Regions from separate parts of the Mus musculus genome. Here region 1 is linked to region 2. The links are chromatin contacts, called in public promoter capture Hi-C maps. All regions are on one chromosome and are shown on one strand. The core of a region is the stretch at or near the end of the contact, and the rest is flanking DNA. Distances in the headings are between cores, read along the strand shown. Region 1 overlaps Trpc4ap (transient receptor potential cation channel, subfamily C, member 4 associated protein). Region 2 overlaps Ggt7 (gamma-glutamyltransferase 7).

Evidence for each region. Capture Hi-C pulls out chosen DNA fragments and counts their contacts.
Region 1: a promoter capture Hi-C map of pancreatic islet shows a contact between it and region 2. The contact joins two enhancer-like sites. A contact is called at or near these places in 1 of 39 promoter capture datasets (neural stem cells), 2 of 484 Hi-C or Micro-C datasets (bone marrow-derived macrophages and medial ganglionic eminence), 6 of 115 datasets of contacts at active chromatin or transcription factors (double positive thymocytes, embryonic midbrain, embryonic stem cells and 1 more) and 3 of 9 other capture datasets (adipose tissue, liver and pancreatic islet).

What each region holds. Positions count from the first base shown.
Region 1 is chr2:155,637,788-155,645,277 of GRCm38.p6, forward strand. Trpc4ap (transient receptor potential cation channel, subfamily C, member 4 associated protein) reads right to left here. Exons shown (of 19, transcript NM_001163452.1): 10 at 7,141-7,272; 11 at 5,605-5,663; 12 at 3,802-3,903; 13 at 2,687-2,770; 14 at 1,686-1,776; 15 at 261-401. Among named protein-coding and RNA genes, the nearest start is that of Gm22334, 11 kb to the right of the region's middle. Within about 2 kb of position 4,489, at least 52 of the 459 cell types and tissues checked have an H3K27ac peak or open chromatin away from gene starts, as enhancers often do. A contact at or near this core is called in pancreatic islet, where this site is marked.
Region 2 is chr2:155,498,504-155,505,519 of GRCm38.p6, forward strand. It overlaps Ggt7 (gamma-glutamyltransferase 7), which reads right to left. Exons shown (of 15, transcript NM_144786.2): 4 at 6,201-6,318; 5 at 4,909-4,976; 6 at 4,625-4,698; 7 at 4,133-4,329; 8 at 2,200-2,287; 9 at 511-638; 10 at 260-348. Among named protein-coding and RNA genes, the nearest start is that of Ggt7, 13 kb to the right of the region's middle. Within about 2 kb of position 4,403, at least 5 of the 459 cell types and tissues checked have an H3K27ac peak or open chromatin away from gene starts, as enhancers often do. A contact at or near this core is called in pancreatic islet, where this site is marked.

The sequences.
Region 1 (7,490 bases), core at 3,239-5,738, 140 kb after region 2:
CTGGCAGGCTGCTGGCCAGGGCACCACCAACCTTCTACCCCAGCTCCACTACTCCGCAGATGGGACACCGAGTGGCCTGCTAAGATGCTCTAACAGCCAAAGTTCTCAGCCCAATAGTCTTAGGGTCTGGCTTGAAGCCTGACTGTCCCACCAGATCCCAGACTCTTCCAACTGTGTGACCACCCCTGAAGATGGGCAGGCCAAAGCTTACGGACAGCTGGTACTTCAGCCAACAGCACGGAGCCCTGGACAAGCCCTACCTTTGCATCAGTGTTGATATATTTATTGAATCTCTTGAATGCATCGACGTTGAACTTCATCAGCTCTCCCAGGAGATCAAAGTAGCTCTGGAGTACATCCCTAGACTTGCACTCACTGTCCACAATGCAGTATAAGATGTGCTGGGTCAAACAGGGGACAGGGTGAGTGAGTGGATGGGTCTGCCCCCCACCCTCATCTGTTTGCCACTCAGGCCTGGCCTGGAGCTCAGACTACCCACTTGGTTCAAGCAAGCATACAGGTGGATGAAACCTGCAACTTTGTCTAGGCTCTTTTCTGAGGATACTGGTGGCTCCAAGGACAGAACCAGGTGGCTGACCTCAGCAGGGGGAACAGGGTGGGTAGGTGGTATTCTCTTTCCCAGGCTCCCACACAACGCCTCTGACTTGCTCTGCAGCTACCTACATGGTTCTGTCTCCAGACCTAACAAGGGCTGCTGCCCTAAGCACGAGGGCCCAGGATTGAAGAGCAGGGCACATATTCTGACCCTCTGCACTGTCTTATGTTTACCAATAAAACCGCATAGAACACACACAAATCACTAAATAGTTACTCAGAACAGTAAGCCAACTTAACTCCTCAACAGGGAACTCTTCCCTGCTTCCATTCTGGTTTCTGATTTCCCCTCCCTCCCTCTCTTCATTCCTGCTTTGTTTTTTTTGTGAGACAGGGTCTGGCCTTGAACTTGAACAACTCCTGCTTCTGCTTCTAAAGTGTGGGGTCTCCAAGCTCAGTTCATTTTCTTGAGCTTACATGATTGGCAGCTGCTTTCCTTTACAATTCATGGTTCCATGTTCATAGTCATTTCCTAAAAATACCAACTGTAATTCTAGCTATTTGCTCTCTCTTCAAATTCCTTTTGCTACATGCCATTAATCAATATGGAAATATCATTACTTTTATTTTCTTACATCACTGCCCCCTCCCACAGCTCCTCATCCCATTCTTCCTCCCCGCTTTGTTTCCCCCTCACTGCCACCCACCAGGCTTCCCCACTCCCTGAAGCCTCAAGTCTCTCAAGGGTTAGGCAAGTCTTCTCCCACTGAGGCCAGACCAGGCAGTCCTCTGCTGTATATGTGTCGGGGGCCTCGGACTAGCTTGTGTATGCTGCCTGGTTGGTGGCTTTGTTAACTTTTAGTCAATACCAAATTATCCCCAGGGTCAAAGGGCTTGCTGGGTAACTCTGTATTCTAAATTCCTGCACAACTACCTGAGTCCTTTAGCCCTCAATACCTACAGGGAGCCCACAGCTGGCAACCCAGGGCCAACCCTGGAACAATGCGCACTAGGAACAACCAGAAAAGGTCTGTTCCTGACCAAACTCTTTAAGGCTCAGAACGAAGAATCAATTCGAGGGGCTGGACTGGGGAGGACAGCTACTCGACGCCCTGCTTCCTCCAGTATACCTCCAGAAGGCCTCGCTTCAGCAGGAACATCTGGTCTGCATAGGAGGTGGTCCCTCGGAGGAAACTTTCCACAGCCCGGGCTTGCCAAAACCTGCAACCCAAGTGTTGATCCTGGACCAGGAGGCTTTGGCTGCCCTCCCCTGGTGCAGGCTAAATGCCCCCAGAGGCAGAGTGGTTTGCAGCCCAGTGTCTAATATTTACTTAACATTTCCCAGTCTGTGCCCCAGTCCTAGGTCTTGAGGACAGATCAATAAGCAAGAGGATCGCCATTCTCATGTATGGTGCTCACAGCTCGGCAGGGGCCAGTCTTTCATTGTGGGCTGGACCAAAACGTGTTTCTATGGTATATGGGCATACACAGTGGCATCTGGGCTCAAAGAGTGGCCTCTAGTAAGTTCCATGTAAAACCACTCTAGGCTTTCCACTCTCAGAATACTGGAAAGACATAGACCAGGGATGTGTGGCCAGCAGAAGGGTTTGTGTGGCGACATCACTGACTTCATATGCATTGAGCTGGTCTAGATAGGAGCCAACAGATACTGAGTGGCCCAAAGACTCAGCTGGGATACCTGAGGGAGGGTCTGAATAGGTGAACCCTGTAGGGACAGAGCCCTGTACCCAGGCCTGGTGGAATCCTCTTGTCTACAACCTTTCCAAGCCCCCCCCCCCCCCCCGGGCGGTCCCTGGCTCTATTTTCTCCCATACTGCACTGAAGCAGGTTTCTTTCCTTTCATGCTTCCTTCCCATGATCCCTGGAAGTCACACAGGCATAGCCTGGATCCATTTGTGCTCTACCTCTCTAGTGACAGCCTGATGATCACCTACCTCCTAAAATACCCTGCTGGCATGTGACAAGGACACACGCACTTACCAGCTGAATCCCATAGTGCCAGCGGCTGGTGAGGCCGCCTCCCCAACCTTAAGGAGTAGGTACTGGAGACTAACCCATTGGGAACCCCCTGGCTCCTAGACCCCTCCCAAGCACAGCTCTCCTTACTCACCTGAATGAAGACTCCGCTGGCTCCTTCTTCATGACCTGCAGCAGCCGAGTTAGTAGGCCCCTCTTGCCGTCACACACCAGACTCCTGAAATCAAAGGGACAGACAGCACTGGTGACAGAACTGAATGGCTAAGAGGGGCCACTGAGCTCGTCCTGTGTCGCTGTGGATGGAGGAAAGAACAGGCAATGTCTGAGTCTGCAAGGATGCTTTCTTGCTCCACCGTGTGCCAGGACCTCAGAGACTGCAGCCGTCAGCTCAATGGCCAGGTGCATTTCTCCTGCGCCTTAGGCCGCTTTTCCCTCCTCAGACCCACTGGCCAGAGGCAGAGGCACACCCATGGCCAGATGGGGCTCCAAACTGCCAGAAGGCGGCCATTTACATCACAAATGGGTTTAATTCAGGCCACAGCAGAGTATGCCAGATGGAATAAAAAGTCTGTGCCAATTGGGCAGTGCCCAGAGTTCTTTATCCTGCCCAGGGTCAGTTCCAGCTCAGCTGTGGGCTTCCAGGCCTCAGCTTCCCGTCTATGAGGCAAAGGCAGCAGTAGGTAAGAAAATGATTAGGCCTGTCACAGTGGCAGGTGTCTGGGCCCTTAAACTCTCTCTTCACACGGCAGCTCCATTTCCAGCCCCTGCAGACGCCGGGGCACCGATGGATCCATCTTCTCAGGAAGAAGTTGGGGATTTCTGACTGTAGCTGCTAGATTAGGGCCACACTTCACAAGCCCCCATGAGCCAGACATGGCACTGTGTTGATCCCAAAGAGGAGGTAGACATAGGGCAGAGGGTGAAGGGTTAGCTTCTTCTTGTCCTGCTTGGCACAGCTGCCACTGGGCAAGAAATGAGGATACCAGTAAAGGGGCCATGATTTGCATGGGATAAGGTGGAAGGACAGAGTATAGCTGACCTTTGCTGTCATATACATGTAAAGAGGAAGATGACGATGGCACTTCCTTCTGAGGCTGCTGTGATCCTCAGTTAGGAAATGCAGGAGATGTGAGGATCTAGCTCACAAAGCCAGTGGGGTGGTAGCTACGTGTGAGGAAGCACAAGTACGCAGCCCCGCGTGTGCCCTGCTGGGAGCCCTGTATCCACAGCGGTCCCCACAAAGATCACCTGTCAGTGTTGAGGACAGCCTCCACCTCAGGGATGTTGGCTTTCAGCGAGATGGCACTGAGCTCATTTAGCTCCTGGTTGTTGAGCAGCAAGTACTTGTTCCTGAAACAGACGGGTGCAAAGGGTAAAGGGCGGGGCTGGAGCTGCTGAGCAGCTCTGCAGCGGGCACAAAGTCTGCTCTGCCCACTCCTGTCGGGAGGAGCACTGAGAGTCCCCCAGCACTTCTACACGTGCTTGTCATTCCTAACAAGCCCGTCCTCGGCACCTCCAGGTCTCCATGTTGCACACTGAACACTTCTCTATGACTTCTCAGAGTCACCTGCACTTCAGCACATCTGATCCTGTCTGCCATCTTAGTCCTGAGCCTAGCCCTGCTGCAGCATTCTCAGTGGCCAGAGTCACAACGCAGAGGCCTGACCAACTGTGACACAATCGCTCCTCTTCCTTCCGTCCAGGCTTGTCATTACGGTCTGTGCAGCACAGAAGCACTTGCTCAGCTGCTTCTCACAGGAAGGGAACCCTCCCTCAGCTCCTTGAGTGATTTCTAAAACAGGACTGGGACCATGTCATTATTGAAAATGCTTACCCAATTCTCACACCCTGTTGTGTGAACCCCTAGGGAGTGATCATGTCTTTGAGGCCCTGTGCAGCCAGGCCACCTCTGTGGCTACAACAAACTGAGCAGCTCACACCTGCCACACCATCTGGCCACTCTGGTTTTCATGACCACGCCATATCCTCCTACAGGGCTTCTCTATGTGGGAGCCTTCTGGCTCAACTCTCTCACGCTGCCTCTTCATCCCGGTCAGGCCTCTGCTCACAGATTGCTTCTGCAATAGTCACTGAGCACCGCCAGCCGGTCAGGACACTTGACAACTGTCCTTTCACGGAGTGTGCTCTTTTGTTCCCACACACCATGCCTATTTGACATCAGGCATTCTGTAACTGGTGACCTTCTCTAATGGTAAACTTCCTCTCCCAAATGTACTCTACATGACAGCAGGGATCATAGTATTTCCACTAGGCCAGGTACAAAGAAGTACTGATTTAGAGTCTGATGAAAGCTAGGACAGGGACGGACACACACACACACACACACACACACTCGGTATAATTCTGTCAACTACAGATGCCTTCAGCCACAGACGTTCTCACAAAACAGAATCATAAGAGACAGAGGCCCCTAGGCAGCACTGTCCTCAGGCATGTTCTATTAACTTGTACAACATTGAAAACTCAGGCTGCCCCAGCACTGCCTTGAGAACCCCTCCTCTGGGCCCTTCATGGAGGCCTCCAATCCAGTGCATCCACCTTTCTGTGCACACACAGTCGTCAGGTCCTTACCCTAATGCCACGGCCAAGAATCCCGTGTTTCCCCCTCCCTTGCACTGTTTCCCTTATAGTGGACAATCATTTTCTTATACATTCTCCACTAAAAGCTTAATCATTAAAAATCAGAGACTATCGCAAAAAAGTGGGAAGGGGGAGCCAACACACTTCACTGTAGAGGTGGGAGCCTCCATGTTTCCAGTCAGGGACTCTGCAGCTAAGAGGCTAGTCATTGCACAAGGGTGTTGCTCCCAGGGCACAGAGGGACAGCACTTTCATCCTCTGATGGTGGCTGTGAGGGCAGAGGAAAGATTCGGTGCTCAGATAGAAGGAAGGGTTGTCAACCTACAGGGCTGAGGAGCACAGCCTCACAGATATTGGGGGCTCCCACCAGCCCTACAGACTGCTCCTGGGTCAGAGAACAGAGAAGCTCAGGGGAGGGGCCTGCAGACGATGCCTCCAGGGGATACTTACTCATGGTGGTCACTGAAACTCTGGAGAAGTCTCAAAAACTGGATCTTCAAGGTGATGTCCTAGAACACATATTAAAGCTACGTTTGTCACAACACTTGTACAAAAAACAAGGCTGGGCTCTGGTGACATCCCTGTCTAGCTACACTGCTTCTTATGCGTCCCTGTCCTCCAGCACAATGAGGGTTTTCCTTTTTTTTTTATTAGATATTTTCTTATTTACATTTCAAATGTTATCCCCTTTCATAGTTTCCCCTCCACAAGCCCCCTCTCCTCTACCCCCTCCCCCTGCCCCCTGGAGGGTTTTCTTTAGTGGAAAAGTCAGACCTTCATGGCTGACCAGTGTCAAGCTAAACTAACGTAGACCTTTTCTGCTAACAACATCCTAGACGATTGGATTTAAAAACTAAAATCATCCTAGTCCCTTTCCACATGAGGCTAGTTTAGAAGCTCCAAAGGGAAACCTACTGATCTCAGAAAGGCCTGGCCCTGAGAGCTCAGGAGCCCGTGGATGGTGAGAGACCGAGTCACAACACGGCTATGGTTTCTGTGTCCTACAGTGACCAGGACGAGCCGAGCTGTGAGCTGCTTAGGCTTGGCTGGTGAAGCCTCCCAGGAGAAGTAAGAAATCCTGAAACTGAACATGAAACTGGCTCCTCTAAAGCGTGAGCCAAAGTGTGTCCTGGGCAGAGGTGGCAAAGGTCCCCAGGAAGGCTGCCACCAAACCTCAGAAAACGACACACATGCCACCCCAAGTGTGTGAAAACCCAGACACAAGCTGCTGGCACCACAGCAGCATCTCCAAGAGACCATAAGGAAGTAAGTAAGAAGCCATTAGAGAAAGATTGCAAACGCAGAAGACACAGGATATTTCCACAAGGAACAAAGACCAAGCGCTCAGTCCCCTGTGGAAAGACTCATTCTAAGTTACTAACTCAAATGGAAGAATGAAAAGCAACCTGACAAGGTTGGGGGCAGGGCACCGAGGTTAAGTCCCACAATGCAGGTTCGGAAACCCATGGCACCAGGTCCTGCCAGCACATCAGGTCTTTTGGGCCAGAGTTGTGGGAAGGTGGGGCTCTGAGGGCAATAGGCACATGACCCTCCTAGTCCAAGAAAACAGGTTCAGAGGTTCTGGGACACAGTCAAAGGTGACTGGCATGGGAGCTGGTGAGATGGCTCAGTGGTTAAGAGTGCCGACTGCTCTTCCGAAGGTCCCGAGTTCAAATCCCAGCAACCACATGGTGGCTCACAACCATCCGTAACGAAATCTGATGCCCTCTTCTGGAGTGTCTGAAGACAGCTACAGTGTACTTACATATAATAAATAAATAAATCTTAAAAAAAAAAAGGTGAGTGGCACAAAGGACTTCTGATGCTCATTCAATACCCTGTCAGGATGCTCTGAGATACAGTTGGTCTAAAACCTTTCTCTCTGCTCTCCTCTATAAGAATGAGGCCCTCAGGGTGAGCAGTGGTTCTTAAAACACCTAACTCTTTGCAGTTAAGTCCCTGCACGCTCCCGGGCTCTCCGCTTACCGGGCTACAGTCACAGTTCTGGTTGTGGCCATGGAGGACAAGGGCAGATGCTGAATGCTTCCTCCAAATCAGTTTGTCGAACAAATTATTGAGTCCTGGGATCAACTTGAACTCAGCAATCATCCTGTGGACCTGTGTAAGGATGTAAGGGAGAAACACTGAGACCACTGTGTGCACAATGTGAGCAATGTGAGCAAGGCCTCTCCCAGCTCAGCCATCTTCAGGGTGAAGACAGCAGTTGCTAGTAGTGAGTGCTGCCATTTAAAGGCACCCTCCACCTGACTGCATAGAAGCGCATGTGCTGGTGGCCTGAGAAGCTAGAGAAGGGCGACAGACCCTCAGAGATGAGG
Region 2 (7,016 bases), core at 3,153-5,652:
GGGCTTTCCCTTTTCTACTCTAAGTGGAAGGACAGCTGTGGTCGTATAGGTTAAGGTCATGCAAAGGTCCGATGGGTTCACAAGCAGTTGACCAACTCACTCTGCAGACAGGGAAGGTGATGCAGCCAGAGGCACCACGTGTCACACAGAGCTAGGGCTCAGCTGAAAGGGACTTGAGACTTTGTGAGCTTTTGCCCAACCCCTTCTCCCACGTCTCCCCCGATTTCTGCAGCACCCAGGGCCATATCCCAGGACAAACCTGAGCATGTCGTCCATGCTCTCAGTGATGGTAGAATCATAGACAGGGTCTCCCAGTCTGCTAGCCAGGGCCAATGCAATCTTCAGGGTCTGAAAACACAGCAGTGATGTGGAAAGGCTGCCAGGCCCCTCCCAACACCCCCACTTGGTGGATTCTCAAAACCAAAGGTTCAGTCCTGCTCCAAGGAGGCGCTCCACTTTCTCATTTCTAGTGTTCCCAAATCCTGACGAGATGGAAGAGAGGGGCCTTACCTCTGCTACCCAGTGAAGCGCTTGCTCACGGGACACCAGGCTGGTGAGGTTGAAGCCCTCCAGGATGTTGAGAGCACTGATGAGGGCCGGGCCTGTGTGTGGGGGTGGGGGGCTGAGAACCAGGTGGCCTGAAAGGATAGGAAATGAGCAGATAGACAGAAAGGGGTCAAGTCATCTTCACATAGCACATCTCTGTGCATACCTCACCATTACACACACAGACGAGGAAAGGAACCACTCAGAGGCAAAGGGACCCACTGAAGTTCACACACTGGCCCTTCTGCCATAGGGGAAAACTAAGATGGAAGAGCCAAGCTATTCTCACTTTGGCAACACACACATTAGATCTGTGGCCTGCTGAGAGTCACATTGCAGGTCACTGGCAAAGCAGGGACAGGTGACCAAATGTCTACAGAATCCTGGTTTGCTATGGGCTCCCTTCAATCCTTCCCACAGGTCAGGAGTTGTTCAAGGGCTCTGATGGTTCCACTCAACCTGAAACTGCTTGGGAACAGCGTTCTTCTCTTCCTACTTTGTTATCTGGGAGTCGGACATTAAAAGAATAATAGCACCACCGGAGACATGGATCACGGGCAGTAATAACTGACTCATCTAATCAACCTTAGTCTATAGGGACGGAAACCGAGGCACACGAATCAACCAGGCCAGGATTATAGGAGGTCAGGTGAGCCTACAGCACTCGAGACACTGGAATGCTGAGACATCCCAGCCTGGGGAGGGAGAACAAAAAAATCTGCCATGGATTCAGTGTCCACTGTGGTCAAGGTGACTTCCCATATTATGTCATCAATAGTGTCCTCGTGGGCACCCCAAGATGTGGACACTATTACTGTCTCCACCTTGAGAACCTCAGAGTGGGAAGTGCAGGACAAGAGGTACAGCTGATGCTACCCCAGCCTTCCTGACGCCAAAGCTACAGGTTTGCTCTGTGTCATATACTGCCACCTCAAGATGAGGACTCAGGAAGATGGGAACCTGGAAACAAACTCAGAGGAGGCCTCGCCCAGGGACTGAGGTAACCTGTCCTTCCTAGAGAGGAGAGAACCTAAGGACTCCCAAGGGACCTAGCACACCACACCTTGGGGTCAGCAAATATAAACTGCATTCATGCCATAGGCTTGGATTTCTAAGTTTCTGATTGGTTCCTGAATTGTTCAATTCCTCCCTAGGTCTCAATTGTCTTTTACCATCAACGATGGGCAAATCTGTGATTGTCTTAAAGGGCTCGTTCTGCCCTTAGATGGACTTTGGTCTCAAAAATTCGTAGGAAGCTCGGGTCAGTGAGAAGGGAAAACAGAGCTGAGGCAGTATGGAACCCAAATCAAGGAAACCTAAGACATAGCTCAGTAAATGGGGAACTTGTCTTCTGTACAAGGTCCAATTCCCAGCACTATAAAAAAGCAAATAAATAACAAATCCCCAAACAAAAGAAAAAGCCATATCCAAGGCGCCCCCTCCCCCCCCCCCGCCACATCCTCATCACTAATAACTGACCCCATGGTTATCTCAGGAGGGAGCTGGCTCTGGCTTGTTTCAACAACCTAGGGAGCTCACTGCCTCTGTTTATCTCCTGTGACAGGAAAAGGAGTTTCCAGGCCAAAAAGATTTGGCCATGGACTGGCAAACTTCTCCCGAGTGGGGACCCTTAGGAGCTGGGGGAGAGGTCACCTCGGTACACTCCACACACAGGCTTCTCCGTGAGAGCACTATAGTTGCTGAAGTCCTCCTCGGTTATGACACCGCCTGCGTGCTGAGCCTGGAGGGGAGAGAATCACCATCCATCACCGTGAGCGCGAGAGGATGGCCCATGTCACATGTCAGTCACAGATGAGCCTGTTACAACTTTTGTTCCTTTTGGGATCCCACTAGCCCAAGGAAAAAGGAGGCAGAGGAAATTACCATGTGCATAAGAATTATCAAAACTAGCTAGGTGGTGGTGGCGCACACCTTTAATCCTAGCGCTAAGGAGGCAGCGGCAGGTGGGTCTCTGAGTTCGAGGCCAGCGTGGTCTGCAGAGCAAATTCTAGGACAGGCAGGGCTACACAGGAAAACCCTATCTCAAAACAAACAAACAAACAAACAACAACAAAAACAGAGTGGGATGGAGAGATGGCTCAGTGGTTAAGAGCACTGACTGCTCTTCCAGAGGTCCTGAGTTCAAATCCCAGCAACCACATGGTGGCTCACAACCATCTGTAATGACATCTGATGCCCTCTTCTGGAGTGTCTGAAGACAGCTACAGTGTACTTACATATAATAATAAAAAAATAAATCTTTGGAGCAAGTGGGGGCCAGAGCAAGCAGAAGTCCTGAGTTCAATTCCCAGCAACCACATGATAGCTCACAACCATCTGTACAGCTACAGTGTACTCATATACATAAAATAAATATATCTTAAAACAAAACAAAACCCTAAAAAGCAAAAAAAAAAAAAAAAAAAAGAAACCATGTGTCGTTTTACTATAGTTAACTAAAGTCACGGACAGGGCTGGGTGGGGGTATACCTCAGTCGTAGAGTACTTTTCTAGTATGCGCAAAGCTCTAGGTTTGAGCCTTAGGGTTGGCCTTCCTCTATAGTAAGACTATTACAGAACTATGGACTTGAAACAGCCTTGGCAGGACTGACCACTCTTCCCTGAGCAATGCTAAATCCTGCACAAATCAGTGTGCTTATTCCATTTCAGCAGCACATTCATTGTCAATCTTTTAAAAATAATTTTAAATTATTTAAAATTATTTTATTACTGTATGGTACAGGTGTTTTGTCTGCATGTATGTCTGTGCACCACATGCATGCAGTACACAAGGAAGCCAGAGCAGGGTGTCATATCCCCCAGGGACTGGAGTTGCAGATGAACCCCTGTGGATGCTGGGAAGCAAACCTGGCCTTCTAAAAGAGCAGCCAGTGCTTGTCACTACTGAGCCATTTCTCCAGCCCACGCCAATTTTCAATTACCATTACCTCTATCAATCTTCTTTTATACTTTCTAGTACATAACTTTAGACTTATCTGCCCTTAGTGAACTATTCACTGAATTTCTTGGCTAGTATATAGTTATGTGCCTGGCAGATTAATGAAACACAGTGACCAGTACGGACAGTGTGCTTCATGACTGAATGGCACACCCATGTAATCCCCTTGGTATATGACAGTGACTTAGATAAATGTCACCGCTGCACAGTACAACCCAATAATATTCTCAGTACCCATTATTACCCCAGACTAAGTCTCTTTGGATTTAGGGGTAGCCCCCTTTGTCAATCTCCTATGTCAATATCACCATGTTCTTGGAACATCCCAGGCAGAGCAGGGAAGAGTCTAGACCCAGGGGAACTGATACTGGTGCTGAGTTACCTGTGAAGAAATAGACCCAACGCCTGAACATCTGGCCCTAGCTCTGATAAACCCAGCCATTCCTTTTCAAGATCAGCTTTACCTATGCTCTTCAAGAGAAGGCTGTGCTTCTTGCCCTTAACAACCACTGGTCTGATGTCTAGCACCAGAGGTTAATTTTGTTTACAAAGTACACAACCAGAAACTAAGTAGAGGATAAATGGGGAAGGGTGGCATCTCTGCCACAGGGGCACTGTCACACTTACCTCAGCCACCATCTCCAGTGTGAGGTTGCCACCATTGTAGAAGGCAGCAGGGCCAGAGGTGCCGAGTATATCCAGTACCTCAGCGAGATCAGGCCGTCGCAGCAGGGAGCCAGGCAAGGGTGGGTGGCCCAGTGGCAGGAAAGTATCCAGGAAGCGGTCAGATGCATTGGGAGGCAGCTGCTCAGCCAAGGCATGAGCTGCGCGGGGGAGGTGGAGAGGCTGGGTGGGTGGTGCCAAGACTGGACTTGATGGGTCAGGTGGATGAGAGCTAAGTGACTGGCTCTGAGCTCAGGCTCCCTAGAAACCTGTCATAGCTGGTAGGGACATATAGGCTCCTCCCAGATCCTCTCCCTGGAGGCTGCCTCCAGGTAAGAGTGGGATGGATGAAGTGCAAACTGGAAAAAAGAACCCCTTTGCTTGGGGCCCAAATCTCAAGGCCTCCCCATTAACCTTGTACCTACCCCCCAACCCCCACCTCCAGGCCCCACTGACCTAGATCATGGGTCACGTTGAAGCCATCTTGGGCCACAGCTGCTGCGAAGGCCAGGACTTGGGACCAGGGCAGCCTGAGGGGGCCGGAGAGCAGGGGGTGGAGGAGGTCCTGGGGGGAGGAGGAGGGGTCCTGGGGGGAGGGGGTTCCTGGGAAGGAGAATCCTGGCAAGGGAAGGGGATATTAGGAAGGGGAGTTGGGAAGGAAAGAATCCAGGAGGACAGGAGAAGGCCACCCAAGGAGGGAAGTAAGCAGAGACCCCCGGTCCCCAGGGGAGGGTCTTTACCTGCCATAGAGCTGGTGAGCTTCATGTAACCCTTTCACCATTCCGGGGACCCCCACCAAGAGCCCAGGCTGGGCGAGGCGGGCAGGCGAGGGAGAGAGGAGACCAGGTCACTGGAAGGGGGGGGCTGGGCTGAACTCCGCAGAGCCCCCAAGCCAGGAATGGCTGGCACAGGGGAAAGACATAGGCCAAGTATCCTAGGAGAGGGGCAAGCTTTCCCCATGGGGTACATCTCCCTCACCCCACCCTACCCCCAACTCCTATCCACAAATGCAAAAAAAGGTCTTCCCTTGTTGAGGGATTTAATAAATGAAGCGAACCCTTCTAAAAGCCAGGGCACAAATTTTCTAGGTAAAAATCAGTTCACATTGGGTAATCGGTACCCTTGTCTTTAAAAAAGTGGGACACAAAGGACCTCAGTTTGGTCAGTTCACCTTCACACCACTATCACCTGACCTGTGACAACTCAGCGGGGTGTTTGGGTTTTGCCATGGCACTAAGTTCCCACTTTCCTGACTTTCCTCTTTTGCTCTCTATAGTGAGTTTGCCTCTAGTGTTTCTTTCTCCCAGTATGACAAAGCCTGAGAAAGCTAAAGTCATCTGGCTTAGAGTGAGATAGAGGAGTTTATTTACTTTGGTTTTCCGAGTCAGGTCTCTTTGTGTAGCTCTCTGGCTGTCTTGGAACTCACTCTGTAAACCATGGGGCCTTGAACTCAGAGAGCCGTCTGCCTCTGCTTCCCAAGTGCCTGGATTAAAGGTGAGCACCATATCTTAGGGTCCTCAGAGGAAGCCTTATACTTTTCTTTCAGGCAGGTAAGACTGTCAGAGAAGTAAGATGTTGTAGTGTAATCTGTTAGTAGTCATTCAATTTTGTTTTGTGCATTTTGTTTCAATTTTAAAAATCTTATTTATTTATTTATTAGCGTGTGTGTGTGTGTGTGTGTGTGTGTGTGTGTGTGTGTGTGTGTATGAGTATGCACATATGACCATGATATGGGTATGTGTAGATCAGAGGAGACTTGTAGGAACCCATCCTCTCTTTCTACTATGTGGGTCCTGGAGACTAAACTTAGGTTGTCAGGCTTAGTGACAAAAGCCAGCACCAACCAGTCCTTGTTCATTATTTTAAGTTGGGGGAGGGCAAGCTGCCTGCCATGATGTTGCTAAGAGCATTTTGCTCAACTCATTTTGCCACCCCACAGTAAATACGGAGCCCATCAATGCTTGGGTTAGCAGGAGGGGATGAAGGAGACCTCCCCCTCCCCTGGACCCTCTCTTCTCACCAGGGTCCCCACCTTGGTATCCCAGGATCTCTGCAGAGCCTCTTCTCTGAGGGCCCCGGGTGCAGACTCCCGGAAATCAATTAGGTGGCTCTCATTCCGCCGGATATCATGTACCAACATCACGCCCCCACTGGGGAAGACAGAGAGTGGAAAGAGAGGAGAACTCAGCACCCTTCTGAAAGATTCAACTACCACTCCCTAAATCCCCGTGGGAAGGTTGTAGGCTGTCTGCCACACTGGGTGAGATGTTGGAGCCCCCTCCCCAGCAGGGATTCAGAAACTCAGCCACCCTACAAAGAGTAAAGCCTAGGAGGTAGGGAACCCAGGTTACTGGAGACTTTAATCCCCGATTAAGAAAAATGCAGAGACTGGGGGAACAGGCTGTTCTGTCCCCTCCCTAGACCAGAGCTGGACCCCGGCCAGCTTCCTGCACCTGCCTACTTGATACACCCCCTCCCCCCCAGGGCTGGATTATGTAAGGAAAAACCCCGTGTGAGGCCAGCGTTGCTCCTACCAAGAGAAAGATTTTTGTCAGCTCGTTCCTTTTCTGTGGCATATTTACATCTGGGGAGGGGGCAAAATTAAAATGTGTACGGCTAAGCAACAAATAAGGAAAGCAGGGTAGAGAAATAGCAAAGTGGCCAGCACCCTGACCCACCATGGGAAGCACTCTGGTCAACTTCAGATAACTGTAGCCACATAGGAATGTAGGCTCCATGTTACCAGATTTCCTGTTTGTTCCTGAGATGGTAGCTGTTAGCAATCTGGGTTTTTATGAAAAGTGTCAACATTTTAACAACAGCAAACAGCAAACTTTTTTTTTTTTTT